Regions from separate parts of the Mus musculus genome. Here all the other regions are linked to region 4. Evidence: chromatin contacts called from public HiChIP or PLAC-seq and Micro-C data. All regions are on one chromosome and are shown on one strand. The core of a region is the stretch at or near the end of the contact, and the rest is flanking DNA. Distances in the headings are between cores, read along the strand shown. Region 1 holds the start of Nol4l (nucleolar protein 4-like). Region 2 has its middle 48 kb from the start of Commd7. Region 3 has its middle 31 kb from the start of Nol4l. Region 4 holds the start of Asxl1 (additional sex combs like 1).

Region 1 (5,312 bases), core at 2,045-4,544, 180 kb before region 4:
CTGGGATTAAAGGCGTGCGCCACCACGCCCGGCTTTGTTTGTTTGTTTTGCTTTGTTTTTAAAAGACAAGATCTCTCTACATAGCTCTGACTGTCCTGGCTCTCTTGGAGAACAGGTTGGTGTCAAACTCACAGAGATCCATCTGTCTCTGCCTCCCTAGTGTTGGGATGAAAGGTATGTGCTACTATGTCTGGTTTAAAATTTTTAAAATTACATTTATATATCTATTTCAGGGAGGGCAGTGGGACATGCCATGTGGAGGTCAGAGGGCAGCTTGCGGGAATTGGTTCTGTCTAGTATGTGGGTCCTGAGGTTTGAACTCAGGTTATCAGGTTCAGCGGCAAGCACCTTCAATAGGTTGCTGAGCCATCTTCCTGGCCCCATCTCACAGGAGGGCTTTTGTCTCTGCTGTTCCCTCTGCCTAGAAGGCTATTTGCCTGGATCTTAGCATGACTGGCTCCAGGGCACCTGCCATTGAAGGCACCTCTCCAAGCCTCCCTCCTCAGAGGGGCCTGCCTAGCCCCTAAGAATAGCAGCCACTTCCTGCATTATTTACTCCATAGTACTTCATAGTATGCTGTTTCCACCATGGCCCCTTTCCCGCAATTTCAATGACTGACAGCTGGTTTGCTTGAAAGCCATTCGCCCCACCCACTGAGGAGTTTCAGGAGAGTGGGGCTGTGAGAATCCCACAAACATGTTTCTACCAATGTTTGCCAAAAGAATGAAACACCAAAAACAGGTATCAGTAAATGTCATTTCCCACCCTTAATACTTTGTGGTTCCCCATGAAGAAGAGGACCCTCATTGAGTACCTTATACAGCAGATATCCTTACATCTAGTATCTTTAGTATTTCTATCCATGACATACTGCTTAACCCACAGCTGAGAAAGTTGGGGCCATCCAGCAAGAATGGAAGCTGTGGGGTGGAGCCTAGGATCATGGAGTATGCTACTTCAAATCCCAACTGGATTTGATTCCAAGTCTGACTGATGTCTGCACAAAGCTCACCAGACATACTAGACCTCAGTCCAAGACTAACAAGTAGATATTTGGGACCTGAAAAGCAGGCAAAGACCTAGACTGGTGGAGAGGTGGTCTGGATTAGTGGTTATTTGGTGGGCTGAGACAATGACCCTGCCACCTACAGGACCCCTTTATTCAATGATCAGGAGCACTGGCAGGCAGAACACGTTGGCTCTTAGCTGAGGGTGGGGGTGGGGGGTGGGGTGGTGGTGGTGGTGGTGGTGAGGGGTGGAGGGCTGGGGGTGGGGAGTGGGGGTTTGGGGGGGGAGCCAGCTGGAGGGATGTCTTTACACTTGAAAAGTCATGTAGAAGCCCCTAGACTCCAGGGCTGGTCATCTTTTGCTAGAACTTTCCCTTCTCTGATCCCCAGTGGAACCCAACCTGTCTTGAAGCTTACTATGTATGCTATGGAGACTGGCCTTGAACTCAATCTTTCTGCCTCTTTTATCCCCACGCCCAGCTCCCAGTGGCCACCTCTTTAAAGTGGGTATAGCAGCAGGGATCCAAAAAGAGATCTTGGGAAGATGAGGAGGAAAAGTGAGTGTGGAGTTGTTGGCGTATATAAAGTAACATGGAAATGTAAATTATCTAAAAATAATCTATGTGACATACAGAGAGGTTGGAACTTGGAAGACCCCTTAGGTTCTTCCCAGCATTTATTGGCACCTACTGTGTGCCAGATGCTGTACCAGGGCCGGGAAATTCAGGGATGAGTCAGATATGGGCCCTGAGCATCTGGAGACTCTGGCTGGAGGGGTGTGGGGAGCGAGCTGTAGCTCCCACCTGAGAGGGGAGGCATATGTGTGAAATGGTAGCGGGTGTCAGGCAGAACTGAGCCGAAACTCACACCCCATCTCCCTCTTTCTCATGACCTTGAGTAGATCAGGCCACCTCTCGAATCCCGAGGCCCCCTTCTCTAAGATGGGGATGGCTTCACAGCTGCCAGGGCCTGGCACACAATTGTCTCAATGACTCGGGTATGGGCACCTTGGAGTTCTTAGGCAGAAAATGATCCTGTTCTGGGACTCAACTCTTGAGTGATAATGTGTCTGTAAGAGTGGCCTGATGACATGGGGGTGGCCGCCAGGGGACAGCAGAAAGGATAATGCAGTAATTTCTTATGCCCTGATAAGAAAGGAAGGCAGAAATCTTCGAGGATTGACTTGAACCTTTATTTATGCTTATAATTCATAGGGGAGGAGGAAGTTCTACACTGGTCAGATCTGCTCAGGTGGGAGGGGGTGTGAGATCACTAAGTTTATTCTCCAAGGGATTCTAGGCCAAGGTGCATCCGGGAAGGTCAGGCTTCTCAGAATGGGTTTGTGGGTGTGTTCAAGGTCTTCAGAGGCTCAGTGAGGTTGGCACCAGGAAGGCCACCGGACAAGGTGACTTCTATAGGGCCTGGGGCTACCCACCCCCACCTACACTAAGGCAAGGCCGGCCAATCTTGGGGGAATTCAGATGAGGTGGAAGGAGAGAAAGTTTGGGGGTCCAAAGGGTGGTGGCTTGGGGTCCCCCCCCCGGGGGAACATTCCTATTCTGGCACCCATACTGACACCAGAGCGGTCAGGCCAATTGCAGGAGTGAGGAGAGGAGCCTGTCCCACACCGCCAGGGTTGGGCTACCTCGGCTAAGACGACCCAATCGGGGAGGCTGGGGACGCCAGTGTCTGGGCTATGATCTGTGCCCTACTGCCTGCGGGACAGTCAGCCCGTCCCGACAGAGTGCGGCCTTCCAGGCTGTGGGCCGAACCAGCCGGATGGAACACGATCCCTAGCTGGGTACCGCGCGCCTGCCGCTGCTGCCCTCCCGGCCGCTGCGGGTGCAGCAGCCCCCGCGCCCCCAGGGGCCGGGCCGGGCGGGGCTGGGCGCGCGGGCGCGGGAGGGAGGGGGGCGGGCGGCGGCGCAGCCTGCGCCGCTCTAACAGGTGGGATCCCGCGGCGTGGTGGAGGCGGGCGCGGGAGGAGGAGGAGGAGGAGGAGGAAGAGCAGCAGCAGCGGGAGCCCCAGCCGGAGCCAGAGCAGGAGCAGGATGAGCCGCGCAAGCTGACAGCCACCGCTGCCGCCCGCGCCCAGGCTCGGTCTCGCTCCCCGTGCCCGGGGCCGCTCCCCGCCTCCCGCCTCCCCTGGCCGCCCGCGGGGCGGCCCGCCCCCTCTGCACCTCCGGGCCCGGAGCTGCCTCCATCTCTCCTGCATCCCGGCCGGGGGGAGGAGGAGGCGGAGCAGGAGGCGAGTCGGAGCCGCCGCCGCCAACGCCGCCGCCGCCGCCGCCGCCGCCCGAGCAGGACAGAGCGCGCCGCAGCCCCGCGCGTCCGGCCGCCGCCCGCGCCCATCCAGCAGCCGCGCCAGAGCCACACCGCGGGACAGCCCGGGCCGCGGCGCGCCCCTGCCCAGCCCGGCCCAGCCCAGCCCAGTTCCAGCACCGGGCGGCCCGGTGGCCGGCCCGCCCCCGAGGGCGCCGGGCGCGGCGGGAGGATGCCGAAGCCGACGCTGCTGCTGCGCGGGGGCTGGGAGCGCGAGCGCAGCCCCGGGGACTCGGAGCTGGGCCGCCAGTTCCGGGACTGGTGCCTGCGCACCTACGGCGACTCGGCTAAAACCAAGACAGTGACACGCAGCAAATACCAGCGGATCGCCGAGGTCCTGCAGGGTGGCGGCGGGACCGGCGCGGGCAGCGGCCCGGCGGCGGGCGAGAAAGGCAAGTTCCAGTTCTGGGTGCGCTCCAAGGGCTTCCGCCTGGGCAGCGGCCGGGAACCCAAGATGGGCCAAGTGGTGTATGTGCCGGTCAAGACGGGCTCGGTGAGTGCGCGCGCGGCGGCCGCGGGCTAGTCCCGTGGCCGGGATTGGGGAGGGCGGGGGCGGGGTGGGGGTGTGGATGTGTGTCCGAATGGTGTGTTTCTGGGGTTGTCCGTGTGTCTAGCCCACCCGGGGCGTGCGTGTCCCTGCTCACTAGCCCTCCCTGGCCCGCCCGGGCAGCGCTCGGGGTTTGGGGCGTCCCTGCCCCCTCTGCGCCGCTGATCGGGCCATGGCCGTGACGGGCGGGCTGTCCCGGGCTGCTCACCCCAGCGTGTTCTGTCCTCTCGTCCCCTCCCCTCCCCCTTTCCCCCCAGCCAGCAGGCGGCTGCTACGGAGCTCCAGCCTCCCCCCCTCCCGCCCGGAGGCCGCCTGTCCCGGGCGCCTCGCGCTCCCGCCCCCGGGCCGGCTGGGCGGTGTGTGTGTGCGTGTGTGTGTGTGTGTGTGTGTGCGCGCGCGCGTGTATCTATGTGTGTGTGTGTAGGGTGGTGCTGCGGGGGTGGGGAGGCAGGGGCAGCGGCGGGACGGGGAGTCCACTGGGCCTCCCCGCACTAGGGGAGGGGGCTAGCCCTGGCACTGTCGCCCCGACCCCACCCGGCACTGGCCCGGGGAGGGGCAGCCAGAGCCGCAGCCTGGCGCAGGAGCAGCCTCCCAAGGGTGGGTGGGGCGTCCCCGCCGCCCCCCGGGCCCCGCGCTCCCCCCACCCTGGGACGGGGGCGGCATGACCTATTCATCCCCTCCCCTCCCCCGTCTCTCAGGCTGGCCCGGTTGGCGCTGGGGAGGGGGGCGGGTAACCGCAGCCCCGGGAAAGGAGGCTGGTGGCCAGTGGCCGGGCGGGGGCATCCCCTTCGGTTCGGGGCGCCCCGAGAGGGCGTGAGGCTTGGGCCCCGCGGCTCCCCCCTCCGGGACCTCATTGTTCTGCAGAGGGTGGGGGCTGGGGGGGGGCGGCTGCTCTCGGGGCGCTGCTGAGCTTTGAACTTTCCGTTGCCCAGACCTTCGGGTAGTGTGTTCGGTCCCCGGCCCGGTCGGGCCAGCCTAGCTCTCCTCCCCGCCGCCCCTCCCTGGCCTCGCCCGGCCGGAGCACTAGAGCCCGGCCGCCCCGCGCCGGCCTCCCTCCTCCCTGTTCCCCCGCTCCCCCCTCCGCGCTCCTCCCCCGTCCGGCGCGCCCGCCCCGCGCTCAGCCCTGTCCCCGGCCGGAGCGGGCTCTTCACACACAATTGATTCGGTCGTTACGAAAAGTGCACTTGTCCCCTCCCCCTCCGGCGGCCGCCCGGGCCGGGCCCGCGGGGTGAGGGGACCGCGAGGGAGGGAGGCAGGAGGCAGAGTGGAGCCCGAGGCGCCTCCCCCCACCCCCCCGCGCCCAGGGGACGGGGCTGCAGGCCGCGGGGAGTGGGAGCCGCGAGCGCAGAGGGCTGGCGGCCCATCTGCGAGGAGCGCTGATAACCGCGCCGCTGCCGCTGCGGCCGCCAGCAGCCCATCTGCGCCGCTGCCGCCT
Region 2 (4,966 bases), core at 1,708-4,207, 240 kb before region 4:
ATCAGTGCTCCTAACCACTGAGCCATCTCTCCACTCCCAAGTGTTGTTCCTTTTTAAAGATTATCATTCTAAGTCTCTCTAGTCTCTGTGTGAATCTTACCACTAACTTGTTCATCTCTATAAGAGACTAAGGTTCAGGCTGAACAAATCTCAGGATTAATCCATTTGCCTTGCCATACACAGAGCCTGGGAGGCAGAGGCAGGCGGATTTCTGAGTTCGAGGCCAGCCTGGTCTACAGAGTGAGTTCCAGGACAGCCAGGGCTATACAGAAAAACCCTGTCTCGAAAAAAACAAAAAAACAAAAAAAAAAAAAAAAAAAAAGGAAAAAAAATTGGTCCTCAGACTCAAGAATACAGATATTTCATTGATTTTGGTTATTTAAACATTTTAAGCAATGTTTTATAGTTTTCAGGGTATAAAGTCTTACTTCTGTTAATTTTATTTCTAAACATTTTCTACATTTCTCCCCTTTCCTCTCTACCTCCCTCCTTTCCCCCAGGTTGGCCTCTGGATGTGGTTGTCAATGACCTTGACGTTCTGATTCTTCAACTTCCGCCTCCCAAGAGCTGGGATTGCAGGTGCACGCCAGCCATATCCAGTTTTATGCAGTTCTGGGGACTGAACTCAGACACTGGTGCATGCTAAGCAAGCATTCTGGTAACTGCGTACCTCCCAGCCTGTAGAGTGTTTGGAGAGCCCCACGTAAAGTCACTTGGTACAGAGGCGTTCTGGTTCCAGTTTTGAGTCAGTATTGACCCTGCAGCCACTGCCCTTCTAGGCCTGTTTTCTCTTGTCTGGGAAGGGTAGTTCGCTCTTCCAATAATGACCTGCCCCACCCAACCTTAAACAAACAGTGGGTTCTGTGTGCACCACTTCCCCAAACTACCACCAGAGGGTGCTATAGACCAGCATTTGGCTGAGCTCCCGGTAAGGGGCCCCCAGGGACGCTGAGGCAACCCGATGTTTTCCAGGAGCTGCGGGTTTTGCTAGTATAGGCTTCCGTGTAGCGCCACCTGCTTAGGACCTTTGTGCCCGCTCCTCCCTGTAGTGAGGATAGTGGGATAGGGGCGTACTCTTGAGGCTAGATCCCTGCTAGCTTTGATAAGTAGCCTAAGGTCCCAGGGTCAGGGCAGACAGTAGTCCTGAGTTTCTCAGCCACGGGTTTCACGCGTCTGGGTCTCATGATGGCTCAGTATTCCTTCCGTCACAGAGTTACTTAGCAGCAAAAGCTCTCATCCTAGCTGTATGCCTGGCCATGAAGAGGGATAACATAGCCCTTCAAAGACATGAATGGATTTGTGGACCCTGCCGTCCTTGAAACCACAGTATCTGAAATTCCAGATGTCTGTGAGCTTCTTAGAGTGATCAGGCCCGTGTCCCCCAGAACCCACAAAGCAGCTTCCCCCTCCAACAAGGTCAGAAAGTTGCCTTCCTTCTGTTTTGCAGCTGACCTCCAAAACCAGCAGCGCTTCCTACTCAGGCCTTTGCATAGAGACACCAGAGCCTCCCTGTGCCTGCGTTCTTTCATTGGGTGAGGGTCGAGACAGAGTCACTACAGCTCAGACTGGCCTTCAGCTTACTAAGGAGCTAAGGCTGGTCTGAAGCCCCTATCCCCTTGCCTCTGCCGACCAGATGCTGAGATTATAATCGTGTGTCTCTACACTGGATTTTTTTTTTCTTTTCCTTTTTAGTTAAATTTGTTCACTTTTGTGGTGCTAGGGATGAGCCTAGGGCCTTCTACATGTCAAGCCAGCACTCTACCCTGGACCCATAGCTCCAGATGTGTGACTGTTTTTTCTCTGATTCCAGACTGGGGTCCCCTGAGAAGTAATGAGTCCCAAGTTCATCTTGGTCTCCTTTGTGAAGCCTAATGCTGAATTCTGTATCCGGCAGCCCATTCCACAGGAGAGTCCCTTCATGAGCACCCCACTCAGCATCTCTAATCACTCTATTTTGTCTTTAGTTTTTTGAGACAAGGATTCCCTGTGTCAGCCCTGGGTGTCCTGGAATTTGCTCTGTAGACCAAGCTGGTCTCCAGCTCAGAAATCTGCCTGTTTCTGCCTCCGGAGTGTTGGGATTAGAGGCATATGCTGCCACCATCCTGCCAGTCACCTTTTTAATTAAAAAAAAAAAAAAACAAACTAAATTTTATCCTTTGAAATATTTTATTGAATTTTACGTGTATGAGTGGTCTTCCTGCATGTATGCTCATGTCTGGTGTGCTGATCAGAACAGGGCATTGGGTCTCCCTGGAATTCGAGTTAAACAGAACTGTGTGTTAAGAGTTGAACCTTAGCTGGGCGTGGTGGCGCACACCTTCGATCCCAGCACTTGGGAGGCAGAGGCAGGCATATTTCTGAGTTCGAGGTCATCCTGGTCTACAGAGTAAGTTCCAGGACAGCCAGGGCTACACAGAGAAACCCTGTCTCGAAAAACAAAAAACAAAAAACAAAAACAAAAAACAAAAACAAAAAACCCCAAACAAACAAAAACAAAAACTAAAGAACAAAACAAACAAAAAAGAGTTGAACCTTAACTTACTCCAGTAGAACAGCCAGTGCTATTTATTTATTTATTTATTTATTTATTTATTTATTTATTTATTTATTTATTTATTTATTTATTTATTTATATTTAGATGAGTACACTGTAGCTGTCTTCAGTCACACACCCCAGAAGAGGGCATCAGATCCCATTACAGATGGTTGTGAGCCACCATGTGGTTGCTGGGAATTGAACTCAAAACACCTGGAAGAACAGTCAGTGCTCTTAACCAGCTGCGCTATCTCACCTGCCCTTCTCATCACCCTCTCCAGGACACAGGCTGCAGCCTTTTGGATTTGGGGTGGGGGTGGGGGTGCATTGTTCTGGTGCCAGGCCAACCAGATGATCCCGGTGCTGGAAGGTCAGAGTGGCTCATAGCAGTCGGAGCTGACTCTGGACTAGTTTCACCTGAGTTGTCTCCTTTGCTGCGGTCTCAGTGGCTCTTCCAGGTGGGGTACAGGTCAAGGCACAGGGCAGCTGCTTCTCCTGCCAATTAACATAATTGGCAAATGAGCCGGGCTTGGACTCTAACTCAAGTCTCTGGGGAGCCACTGAGCCACACCTCTGCCTGGAACCAACTTGGGGCAGGACTGGGTGCTTTGGAGTCTTTTTTCCCTGCTCTGTGCAAAGGTCAAAGGTCAGAGGTCATTTGTTTAACTTTCCCCAGACATGACTGTATTGTTAAGGCTAGAGTGTTTGGGAACTAACTCTCTGCATGTCTGCCTGCCTGCCTGCCTGTCTGTCTGTCTGTCTGTCTGTCTGTCTGTCTCTCTAATAGAAATAAAGCCCCAAACAAAACAAAACAGAAAAGTAGTTAAGATTCTAGAAGTCGAGCCGGGCATGGTGGTGCACGCCTTTAATCCCAGCATTTGGGAGGCAAAAACAGGAGGATTTCTGAGTTCGAGGCCAGCCTGGTCTACAAAGTGAATTCCAGGACAGCCAGGGCTACACAGAGAAACCCTGTCTCAAAAAAAAAAAAAAGTCTTGGTGGCCTTGTTCCTATTACACTTGAATTCAGCAGTGACACATTAGGAATTGGGGTTAAAAGGAGCTCCACGGAGGCTCAACACAGCGCCCGCCCGCAGAACCCACCACTGATTCAGGCTAAGGGCGACAGGCTCTACTTCGCCTCTGCTCGCCTTTATCTGGGGAGGATTTGGGGTGGTGGGAAGGCGGGGGAAGTTGGAGGCAGGGCTGGCCCAAGGTGGGCAGAAGAGATAGGGAAGTGGGGAGGGGGCCGGCCCTCTGGGGAGGGGCGGAGAAGGGAAGGACAACCCAGAACCTGCACAGTGGGAGGCCTCACAGGCCTGGCCCTGCTTGTGGTTGCAGAGCTTCTGGTGCCTTCCATCCTTGCCAGGCAAGATACAGCACCTTTAATTAGCACGCTGTAACCTCTACCGATTCATCACCGGCTCAGTTTAATTAGCCGCAGGAGGCGCCCCTGCCCCCAGTTCTTGGCTGAGCAGCTGCCTCTCTCACTCACAGAGGTGGCCACCACCTCAAAGTGTCCCCTGTCACCCTCCCATACTTATTTCCCTCCCCAGAATGTGGGGTGGACACAGCCAGCTGCCTGGCTGAAACCTCAAGGAGACGGTGGAGCTGCGACCTTTGTACCCATGATGCTCAGCTTCCTTCTCGGCCCCCTCCCAGGTCAGGTTGAGTTGGGTTGGACCAGCTCGGGTAACCTCCAGTTGAATGGGACTGAAGCCGAGCTGTCCCACTGTAAGAGACTGCTTTCCCCTTTGGAAGCTACTAGCGCGCACGCACGGGGGTGGGGTGGGGGTGTGTGTGTCCCTGTCTCGATTGCTCCTGTGCAGAGACAGGCCCTGCATTTTGCTGCTTCCCCACATTTTTTCCTCTTCCTCTTTCTCCTCCCCATGGCTGAGAAGCTGAGACCCGGAGAGGGGCCAGGACTCCACTCTAGATCTTGGGGCTTTGCTGGGAGACCTGAAGTGGACGAAGAGACAGGGCGTGGCAAGGTGGAGCTGGGGAGGATGGGCCTCCAGGAAGCAGGGGACTGGTAGGCATGAGGCCTTGGTGTCAGGCCAGGGGCAGCTCCATACAAGGGTTACGTTATCTGCTCTTGGACAGTAATGATGTATAACAGCCGAATTCAGACAGTACCCCCACTTACCCCCACCAAGTTTTTCTCCTTGAAGATGGCTTCTAGAATGTTTCTTTTCATTTCCTTTTTCTTCAGTGTGGGGATGGAATGGTGGGCATACCCTTGCTTCTCAGGGACTTCTCACCGAGCCACGGCCCCAGACTGGGATCCGGTTCTCTTCTTCTAGGCTACTCTAGGCAGTGCTAGTTTTTTGTTCGGAATCAGGTCCGTTCTCTCCATCTTCACCATGGCTGGCCCTGCCTTCTCTGTAGTCTAGGTTGGTTTTGAACTCCCTAGGTAGCAAAGAGTGAACTTGG
Region 3 (4,674 bases), core at 984-3,483, 220 kb before region 4:
GAATGCGAACCCTACAAATGACTGGTGCTGACTTGTGGTATGCCCTGCTTCACTCAGGTGGCCGTAACTCAAGCTCCAGGTCTCTGTAGCTGCAGTCAGCTCAGGGTTCTCCTGCACTGGTACCCGCTCTTCCTGCGCACACTCAATAGACCTTATACTAGATGGCTAGCTGACCTTAGCCAGGGTCAGCAGGACTCCACCACCCAGTGTCTGCTATCCAGAAGCTGAGAAACAGCAGCCTGCTTTGGGTCTAGGGCTGGCCATAGCCTTAGCTTCTGATCTATAAGATAGAAGAACTGGCGATCTGACTTGACAATTCCCAAGGGCCTTGTCTGTTTCCTCCGTGCCTGCCCTCTGGCTTGTATTCCCAGTTGGCATAGTGCTAAAGGGTGTGGGGCCCGATTTTGAGTTTTGAGTTTTTTGGTTTTTTTAAAGACTTATTTTATTTATTATTTGTAAGTACACTGTAGCTGTCTTCAGACACTCCAGAAGAGGGCATCAGATCTCATTACGGATGGTTGTGAGCCACCATGTGGTTGCTGGGATTTGAACTCAGAACCTTTGGAAGAGCAGTCAGTGCTCTTAACCACTGAGCCATCTCTCCAGCCTGAGTTTTGAGTTTTATGTTCTCCTCTTTTGCTACCCCAGTGATGGGCGCTTGACGCCCATCCCTCTCCTCTCTCCTCTTCTGGATAAATCTCTTCACCTCAACAAGCCTCAGTTTCCCAGTCTGGGAGTGACACTTCCCTCCTTCTGTCCCAGTGTCCAGCTAGTGGAAGGCAGCCTGAGCTGTGGAATGGGAAAGTCATTGGGGGAGATTGATTGCTGTGACTGCAAGTGTGACAGACACCTAAAGAACATCAAAACTGAGATGCCCCTATGACAAAGACTGGGGCCCTAGCCATTTTCGCCACTGAATGGACAGTTGCCCTAGGTTTGTCTGTGCACCAGCCTGAGCTCTCCTTCAGCAGATGTCCCCCTGAGGGGCCCTGGACTGTCTTAGTTAGGGTTTTTGTTTTGCTGTGAAACACATGACTAGAAGCAACGTGCGGAGGAGAGGGTTTGTGTTGCCTCACAGATTATAGTCCATCATTGAGGGAAGTCAGGGCAGGAAGTTAGGGTGGAAACTGGAGGCCAGGACTGGAGCAGAAGCCACGGAGGAGTGCTGCTTAATGGCTTACTCCTCAGGCTCACTCAGCCTGCTTTCTTTTAACCCAGGGCCACCTGCCTGGGTGTAGCACTACTCACAATAAAGCAGGCTCCCTCGCACAATCATCTTCAAGAAAATGTCCCACAAGGCGATCTGGTGGCAGCATTTCCTCCACTGAGGTTCCCTCTTCCCAAACGACTCTAGCTTGGGTCAAGTTGACACAAAACTAGGTGGCATTGTGACCGCGGAGGGGGATGGGAGGGCACGCAGCCTCTCGCCCCTACGTCCTGTTTCCTCCTCCTCCTCCTCCTCCTCTTCCTCCTCCTCCTCCTCCTCCTCCTCCTCCTCCTCCTCCTCCTCCTCCTCCTCCTCTTCTTCTTCTTCTTCTTCTTCTTCTTCTTCTTCTTCTTCTTCTTCTTCTTCTTCTTCTTCTTTCTCTATGACCCACTACCCTGCCCTGCCACCTGCCCTACTTCCCCTGGGACTGCTCCTGTCTCAGGAACTCCTAGATACTAGGATCCGGGCACACCTCCTCTGCCAAGCACCCTCCAAGGTCAGCGGTGCAGAGCACAGTGAGGCCAAGGGGAAGAAAAGCAGTGTCCTTGTGCTCTGCAGCCTTCTGTCCCAGCTACTGTCCCAGAGCCTTGTGCCGCTGTGGTACACCCCACGCTCTTATCACAGGAAACCATCCCAGGGTCTCTTCCCTTAGGCCATTCTGTCCTTCCCTCTACTCTGACCTGTCCTTTTGCTTCTGGCAAGCCTTCTGCGGCACTGCTCCCCCTCCCCCTTTCCTGCTGTCCCCAGACTGGGTGAGGAGACCTCCCCTTCTCTTTAAGAGGGAATTTCTTAATCATATCTGTGCAGGACTGGAGGGGATTGTGTGAAAGGCAAGAGCCCCCACCCCCCAGCTTCCCATGTGCACCAAGCCCAGCTGGGTGCCTGGCGCCCTCTGCGCTCCTGAGATGGGTCTGGGGTAGCTGAATGGATATCCCTCACTACCCTCCACATGGCCACCCAGGGCAGTTAGGAGTCTGTGTGACTTCAAGCACAGCCAGACTGAGCTATATTTAGACACCAGGGCCAGGGCGAGCTTCTGGGGCGGAGGAGGTGGCAGAGCCCTGCAGTGGGGCCCCAGGGGACTCCTCGTGCAGTGGGACAGTCGCTGTGTGAGAGGCCAGAGTCATTACACTCCCACAGGCTCCCCTACCCAGGAAAGGCAGGGACAGCTTCCCTTCGCCCCTGGAGGCTTTCAGGCTGGCTTCATATGCAGCTGGAAAAATAAGAGCCAGTCTGGTTGGTCAGCTCTGAGGCTGGGCTAGGCTGAGGGCAGGAGTTTGGGGGCTCCTTCGGTCGGTTCCTGTTCTGTCGGCTTGTCTTCCCTCCTTTCCTCTTCAGTGGGCACCTAGCCAGGCTAGCTGGGTGTGGCCAGTGGGGAGCCCAGGAGGGGCTGTCCTAGCCTTGGCCACCAGCTAGCTACCCAGCTCTGGGGCGGGCAGGAGGCAGGATGGATGTTCGCAATAATTACCCAGCTGCAGCTTCCTCAGAGCGGCAGCCATAGCAACGGGGCTGGCGCCCCAGCCGCGGCCAAGGGGCAGGGGGAGACATGGGCGCCTTGGGAAGGTCGGGGCGGGTGGCATGAGCCCTAGGCACAGCCCCCAGCTCCCTCTGTTGGCACTCTCACAGGCTCATTCGTCTCTGGGGGCAGGGGAGGAGGCTTTGTCAGCACCAGGAGGCTGGCACAGCCCAGGGGAGTCTCAGGGGAAGCACCATTCCCCTTGCCAGGTGGGACGGTGATAGCAGGTATGGGGGCGGGCGGGTGTGCCCAGACTTCCAGTACTTAGGGCTCAACTGGGCCCGTGCATGTCCCTCTCTTCAGCTGCTAGCCACAGACCCAGGACACCAAATCTAACTACCAACAATGCCAACCCTCTCCAGGAGTGCTACACGCTGTGGTTGCTGGAGCTCCCTTAGGAACGATGTTTATGGCTCAGTCACCCAGGTCCTCTCAAAGAGGCACCACGCTGCCACTGCCTTTAGCAGGATTGGCTCTGTTTGTTTTTCTGTTTTTGTTTTTGTTTCGCCTGTGAGGGGAGGGGCCTTGAGACCACCAAATCACCTTACCCATCCTATTGTAGGAGGTCCAGCCTTCCTTCTTCCCTCTTGTGGAAGCTGTATTAGTGAGGATTGTTTATGTTCATTTTGTAGGCAGGAGAATTGAGGCCAGAGAGATACGAGACTTGTCTAAGTTCACACAGCAAAAAAGCTGTGTGGACTCTTGTCATTGTCTCAACAGTGCTATGGAGTCCCGTTTACCACTCCAAGCTATCTGGCCGTGCTGTTCAATGGTTAGCCAGGAGTTCGGCCTCTGACCTCAGGGGGTTGAGTCAGTTTTTCTGCTCTTTGATTTTCTTCTTTGAAAGCCTAGGATGTAGCACGATGTGTTCCTGTAGACAGTGCAGGGTTTAAAGAAAGCAGAGCGGAGAGTGTGTGTGGCACCTGGCTCGTGGGAAGTGTGAGCCAGTGTTACAGTTAGAAACGGTGTCTTTTCATATTGTTGTTACAACAGGGGGAGGCAGGCAGACCTTGATGTTTACCAAGGCCCCTTTGGCTCTGCTGGGCCCCCCTAAGGTTTTTCTGGGCTCATGCCAGCTGGGCTGGGCAGGCTCTGGGATGTGGGAATTCACAGCCCAGTGAGGAGGTGGGTGCAAATAGGCTAATCCCTGGAGTCCCAAGACTCCGGAGTCCCCACCAGTCTGAGGCATAGACTGGGAAGAGAAGAAAGAGGTGAGAAAGGCCTGAGATGGAGCCCTGTGTGGGGCAGGGCCCAGGCAGTCACAGGGATTAATGACACCTCCTGTAGGGGAGAGAGGACACTGGGAAAGTCAGGAGAACATCCTAGACTAGAGAGTCACTGGAGGATCTGAGGAGCGGACAGGATTTGGGGACATGAGGGGACTCAGCTTGGACTGGGTTCCTGGGTCATCAAGACCCTGAGTTCTACAGTGAGCCTCTGAAGGGCACCTAGCTCTGTCCTCTTGGTGTTTGTCAACTTGATACAAACTGGAGTTATTTGTAAAGAGGGAGCTCAACTGAGACAATGCCTTCACCAGACTGGCCTGCCAGCAGTCTGATGCAATCCTACAGGACATTAATTAATGATTGATGTGGACAATCCCATCCCCGGGCAGGTGGTCCTGAGGTGTGCAAGAAAACAGGCCAAGAAAGCCACGGGGAGTAAGCCACAAGCAGCACACACACACACACACACACACACACACACACACACACACCCCATGGCTTCTGCTTCAGTCCCTGCCTCTAGGTCCCACAAGCAGCACACACACACACACACACACACACACACCCATGGCTTCTGCTTCAGTCCCTGCCTCTAGGTCCCACAAGCAGCACACACACACACACACACACACACACACCCATGGCTTCTGCTTCAGTCCCTGCCTCTAGGTCCCTGCCTCCAGTTCTTCCCTGACTTCTCTTCAGGATGCACTGTGATCCGGACA
Region 4 (5,317 bases), core at 121-2,620:
TTTTTTTTTTTAACTAAACCCTCAGAAGGGAAGCCTCAAACAGATACACATTCTTGGCAAAGTGTATTCTGCTCCTCTGCAAACTGCCTACCCCCCATTGTAGTCACAGGGCTCAGTGTGATTTAAATATTCGAGGGTCACCGGCATAACAATCGCTTAAGCAGCTGCCTAAAGTACTGTTTCTCAGAGGAATCTCGAGTTCAGTGTGTTTAAAATGAGCCCTAGTGCCAATGTTTGAAACAAAGTCCCCAGGTATGCTCCCACCGGGCACTCTAGTAGTTTGAGAACCACTACTCAGGGTTCACATCGGTCCTTAGCGACTGCTTTCCGACACACACCTGGTTTAAATTGCCAACGCTCTAAATGCTTCTCGCGTCCTTGAAACCAGGGGCACTTTTCCCACCCCTACGGTGTCTTAGTGACCCACACACCTCTGCCCACGAAGAAGTCCGGGGAAGCACTTCCGACCTTTCCCGGAAACCTAACTCCCCGCAGAAGAATAAACGGGCGCTTTCCCCGGGACCCCCCGCTGCTGCTGCCAACGTGGGGGGAGGGGAGACTGGCGCCCGGGCGCTCGGAGGGGGGAGGAGCCGCTTGCCAGCTCGCCCCTCCGCAGGAATTCAAGGGGTGGGGGGATGCAGAGAAAAGGCGTCCCAGCCTCCTCGGGCCCGGGACCTCGGGAGCTCCACACCCGGGCGGCCCCGCCCCCTGCTGCGGTGGGCAGGGCCTCGCCCCTCCCCCGCCCGGGGAGCCGCGCGGAGCCCACCCCCTACGCCCCCCGCCGCGGCCCCCCGGGCAGCTCGGCTCACCAGGCGCGCGGCCTCGGCCCACGTGCGCTCCTTCTTCCTCTTCTGTTTGTCCTTCATCCTCCTCCTCCGCGGCGGCGGTGGCGGCTCCACGCGGGTCCTTCGGGCGGGGCGGACTGGGGCGGTGGCGGCGCGGGGCTGGGGCGGAGGCGGCGGCAGCGGCGGGGGGCGCGTGGCGGCGGCGGCGCGTGCGAGGGCTCGGGTGCGGCCGGAGAGGGCGGGCGCACCGGGACTGGCTAGAGCGAGACCCCGGCGCGAGGGTGGCGCTGGGGGGAGGGGCGGCGGCGGCTCCACGCGCCCGCGCTGCGTCAGTCGCCCACGGTGGCAGCGGCAGCGGCAGCCCCGCGATGGCTAAGGAATGCGGCGGCTCCGCATAACCACGGGGTCAGAGGTCACGGCTCCGGCCTCCGCGTTCCCGCGCTGCTGGGAAACCCAAGAGCGAACTAGTGGCGGGCGGGCCCGGATGGCGAGACGCGGCTTTCCTTTCGACGCTCGGATGCGTGCGTGTCTGCCGTGGGTATGTGTGTGTATGTGTGTGCCCGCGTGTGTGTGAGAGAGAAGAGTGAGGAGGGGGAGTGTGGGTTTTTTTTTTTTTTTTTTGAACAAAAACAAACCGAAAGGGTGGCTGGGATTTGTAGTCCTCACTGGCTTCCTGGCCTACCCCTCTCCGGAAGAAAATGGCTGCCTCAAGTGCTTGGACCACATTTCCCGGAGTGCCCCGGGCTCCTGTTTTCCGCCCACTTTCTTCCGTACCCCGCTGCGCTCCAAGCACGGTAAAGAAGGGGGCGGGAAGTCGGTCAGAAAAAGATGGGGCGGGGTCTCGCGAGGTTCGGGAACTAGCGGAGGCCTGAGGGTTTCTGGGAGGTGGTGCTGGGAAGGGGCGGTGGCTGGACTCCCCCCTGGCCGCGCGCGCGGTTAACCCGTTCAAAGCTTTTTTTTGATTCTGGTGGCGGGTCCAGTGCGGTTTCGGATCTGGAGTTGGTAGTCTGCTACCCTGCTTCCACTGCACCATCCCCCACCGCATACACAGTTCTCTTCTGGACTTCTGGTGGGTGACAAAAAGCAGGACTTTTCTTTTTGGCCCACCCTTAAATGAGTCAACTGGCGCATAGTAATAAGCAAAGAGACACTCATATCAGTAAAACGGTTATTGCACGATTGACCGACTTAGGTGATTAACCCATTTCCTCTTGTAATACCTCTGTGTGTTTGCAGAGAATGCACCTGCAGTTTCCAGCAGCGTTGCCGCCAGGTGAATTTGATGATCCGATAGTAGGTAAACACTGAAGGTCCATCCACAGAAATCTAAATGCACCTGAGTGTATATTTAGACGCAGTTGCCCGGAGAGAGGTCAAGTCCTAATGTCAGCCAACCTAGATTTAGAATCCTAGTTGTGACTCCTTGACTACTCCTAACCCCGCTGAGCCTGTTTGATCAATGTTAGCATAGTATCCCACAACCTTGATGGGGTACAAATTAGCATGAAGTATCTAGAAGATGGGAGAGAATGTGGAAGATCCTGATATTAGGCTCATGTAATTTGGCTTCTGCTGTAGAATAAATGAGAGCTGTTATTACTACACAGTGGGCAATGGAGCCTCTGTTCCTTGATTGCAGTGACAGGATGATAAGGTTTGAAGCACCCAGAACATTATTTTTCTGTGTTTGTTGGCCCAAAGTACAGAAACATCTCTACAGTCTTGAACTGGATTGATGGCCAGGTTTTACAGTTTTTGAAAGGTTTATGTGGGTAAAAAAACACCCTGTACTCTTGTGGTGTTAGTACACAGGCAGCCAGTGCTGAGACGAAGAAATCACCCAGCAGTCCAACCCTTGTACCTAAAGGACTCAGCGGTCCTTATTAGTGCTCACCCAAGACTCAAATTCAATAAACAGAAACACTCTTCTCATTTCATCCCAAAAGCGAGGGGAGAACTACATCTAAAATTATTTTATTGTTATTGTTTTTGACATTTTAGGTTTTGTTTTTGAGACAGACACCTGACTGGCCTGGAACTCACTGTGTAGACCAGGTTAGCTCTGGACTCAGATCCACCTGCCACTGCCTTCCAAGTGCTGGGATTAAATTAGGTGTATATTAGGACTCTGTTGGTGGGGAGAGAGTTGAACTGAGGACCTCCCACAATCCCTGAGCATATCCTAACACCATTTCACTATTTTTTTATTTTGAAACAAAAACTCACAATATGGACAGGCTGGCGTCAATGGGCTTCTATTGTCTTACCTCTGCCTCCCATTAATACATGTGAGATTAAAATGCATGCCCCACTAACCCTGGCCTTTGGTAGTTTTGCTTATAGTTTTTCAATCTGCAGCTGAGACAATCACCTCTGAGAGGATAGTGGTTCAGATGTTTTGAATTGATCCATAGCTCCAACAAAGCCACACACTTGGAAGGGTTGAATAGGGAAGACTGTAAAATGCAGGCTTTGTGTTTTGTTGTGTTGGGACTTGGGCTCAAGATGCATGGTAGATGCTTTACCACTGTCCTACCTTTCAAGCCCTTTATGTTTTGGGACAAGTTCTTATTAAGTATTGCAGGTTGGCTTGACCCATGGGTGGGGACCCAGAACTCCATTACACTCATTGGAAAAAGGAGCTTTGCAGATCAATTTTAGACCTTAGGAAGATCATCCTAGACTTCTGAGTGGGCCACGTGGGTCCCAGAAAGTATAGGTGTTTTGGAAATGTGAAGCAATTCAGTTTGCTGTTACTGGCTTTGAAGTAGCAGAAAGCAAAGGAATGTAAGCAGCATCAGGACTAAACCTGCCAACAGCAGTGAGGAATTAGGGACCTTAGTCATTCAACCCAGTGGAGCTGAACTCTGACAGTGCAGATGAACTCAGAAACAAGAGTTTCCAGAAAAGAAAATACATACCTTGACTTCAGCCTCAGATTAGAGCAGGGAACCACTGAAACCCACTCAGTATGTGGACTCCTGGCCCAGGAAGCAACAGGCTTTTCTCAGTGTGCTTTAAGCTCCTATTGCTTTAACTTGTTACAGCCAATAAAGCCCAATGCAAACATTGTGTCAGACCTTTTCAGTTTGTATCAGCAAGCAGTTGCCTAGTTTTCACAAGTGGTACAGGCTGTGGGAAGATCACATGAATATTTCAAGATCTCTACCCTTGGAGAATCAAATTAGTGACAATAGCCTCATTAAGCATGAAGAGAAAGTAGTACTTCCAGAGGTCTGTATAAGGTACGTGTTGGAAATGGGTGAGACAGCTCATGTCTAATTTCATCACTTGGGAGATGAAAGCAGGAAGATTTTAAGCTCAAAGGCAGCCTGGGCTCCATATTTTGAAGCCAATCTAAGAGACTCTACCAAAGAAAGGAGAGGGAAATATTTGAAAATTAGATTTGGTTATTAAGCCTTAAGAGGTTTTGGTGGTGTTTTTTTTTTTTTCCTAATTAACAAGAATCACAAGTTTGTCAGAAGCAGCAAGCATATACATGCTTTTAGTGTGATTTAACGTTGTTTTTATCACTGTGCTTTTATTACAGGTGACCTTTGAAAGTTAACAGGGGTGCCATGGGCTGAGTAAGATAAACGGAACTGCTGTTCAACCCCGCCCAGTCTGGGGATGAGTCATTGTTTTCAAATTTATGAACAAAGCACACAAATTAAGAATAATACAAGCAAGAAACAGCAGAGAGACACAAAAGGACATAGAATCCCTGATCCTCACTGTGATCTGGTAACACTAGTTCTAGGGCTGGAGAGAGAGATGCTCAGGGCAAGTGCTCTTACAGAGAACATGAGTTCAATTCCCAGAACCCACATGGTACCTCACAACTGCCTATTTCATACATGTGGGGCAGAACACCGATACACATACTTTTTTTTTTAAGAATTGAAAAAAAAAAAAAATTGGTTCTGGACTCCAGTGGGTCTGAGTTTGAAACCGTAGCTGTTCTCCAGTTGTGTGGCCTTGAATAAGTTATGCAACTTCATCAACCAAGCACTGTCATTGGACAGCAGAGAATATGACAAAAGTCAACGGGCGATCTGAACAAGTGGCACATGCTTGCATACTTGGATGACACAGTTCGAGAAGCACTTGAACCCTGAAGTTTACAAACAGCCTCGATAACACAGGAAGACCCCATCTCAGAAGAATAGATGAGATCACTATTTCTCAGCTTCAGCATTGCAGATGATCAGCTAATGTGGAACTCTCCAGCCCCTTTGCACATTGCATTTCTTTGCATGGCTTTTGGTTGGTAACTATACATTTGGCATCTGTTTGGATTTTTTTTCTGTATACCCCAAATGCCAGCCATAGTCTTGGGCATATAGTAGGCAGTCAAACTGTTGGTGTATGAACCATTCTCAGTAATTCTTTTGTTGTAGACAGTCTCTGAGGAATTATCCCCTATTGAATGGTCTCATAACAGTTTTGGAAAGCGCTCATGTAGGGAAAAAACTAAGATAAGATTTTACCCAGGAAGGTCTCCACAAGTGCAAAGTAGAGACTTCAGGACA

The links. A called contact is a pair of places that touch in the nucleus more often than the background predicts. HiChIP or PLAC-seq counts read pairs in DNA pulled down with a chosen protein or histone mark.
Region 1: a BATF HiChIP or PLAC-seq map of CD8 T cells shows a contact between it and region 4, with 9 read pairs. The contact joins the promoter of Nol4l here to the promoter of Asxl1 in region 4. A contact is called at or near these places in 3 of 39 promoter capture datasets (the HPC-7 cell line, fetal liver and hippocampal neurons), 4 of 484 Hi-C or Micro-C datasets (the G1E-ER4 cell line, embryonic stem cells and pre-megakaryocyte-erythroid progenitors), 2 of 115 datasets of contacts at active chromatin or transcription factors (CD8 T cells and pancreatic cancer cells) and 2 of 9 other capture datasets (adipose tissue and liver).
Region 2: a Micro-C map of the G1E-ER4 cell line shows a contact between it and region 4, with 2.4 times the contacts expected there. The contact joins the enhancer-like site here to the promoter of Asxl1 in region 4. A contact is called at or near these places in 2 of 39 promoter capture datasets (fetal liver and hippocampal neurons), 6 of 484 Hi-C or Micro-C datasets (the G1E-ER4 cell line, cerebellar granule neurons, embryonic stem cells and 1 more), 10 of 115 datasets of contacts at active chromatin or transcription factors (the SCID.adh cell line, embryonic basal ganglia, embryonic forebrain and 6 more) and 3 of 9 other capture datasets (adipose tissue, liver and pancreatic islet).
Region 3: a contact with region 4 is called in an H3K4me3 HiChIP or PLAC-seq map of the 230-238 cell line, with 14 read pairs. The contact joins the enhancer-like site here to the promoter of Asxl1 in region 4. A contact is called at or near these places in 1 of 39 promoter capture datasets (fetal liver) and 4 of 115 datasets of contacts at active chromatin or transcription factors (the 230-238 cell line, embryonic basal ganglia and fetal liver).

The regions. Positions count from the first base shown.
Region 1 is chr2:153,527,953-153,533,264 of GRCm38.p6, reverse strand. It overlaps Nol4l (nucleolar protein 4-like), which reads left to right and starts at 3,294. Exons shown (of 11, transcript NM_001134300.2): 1 at 3,294-3,823. The coding sequence starts at 3,503.
Region 2 is chr2:153,582,657-153,587,622 of GRCm38.p6, reverse strand. No RefSeq gene overlaps it. Among named protein-coding and RNA genes, the nearest start is that of Commd7, 48 kb to the left of the region's middle. Within about 2 kb of position 2,957, at least 42 of the 459 cell types and tissues checked have an H3K27ac peak or open chromatin away from gene starts, as enhancers often do. A contact at or near this core is called in the G1E-ER4 cell line, the SCID.adh cell line, embryonic stem cells and 2 more, where this site is marked.
Region 3 is chr2:153,558,925-153,563,598 of GRCm38.p6, reverse strand. No RefSeq gene overlaps it. Among named protein-coding and RNA genes, the nearest start is that of Nol4l, 31 kb to the right of the region's middle. Within about 2 kb of position 2,233, at least 171 of the 459 cell types and tissues checked have an H3K27ac peak or open chromatin away from gene starts, as enhancers often do. A contact at or near this core is called in the 230-238 cell line, embryonic basal ganglia and fetal liver, where this site is marked.
Region 4 is chr2:153,341,883-153,347,199 of GRCm38.p6, reverse strand. Asxl1 (additional sex combs like 1) reads right to left here and starts at 1,370. Exons shown (of 13, transcript NM_001039939.2): 1 at 810-1,370. The coding sequence starts at 866. It overlaps 2500004C02Rik (RIKEN cDNA 2500004C02 gene), which reads left to right and starts at 1,390. Exons shown (of 2, transcript NR_040318.1): 1 at 1,390-1,579; 2 at 4,336-5,317.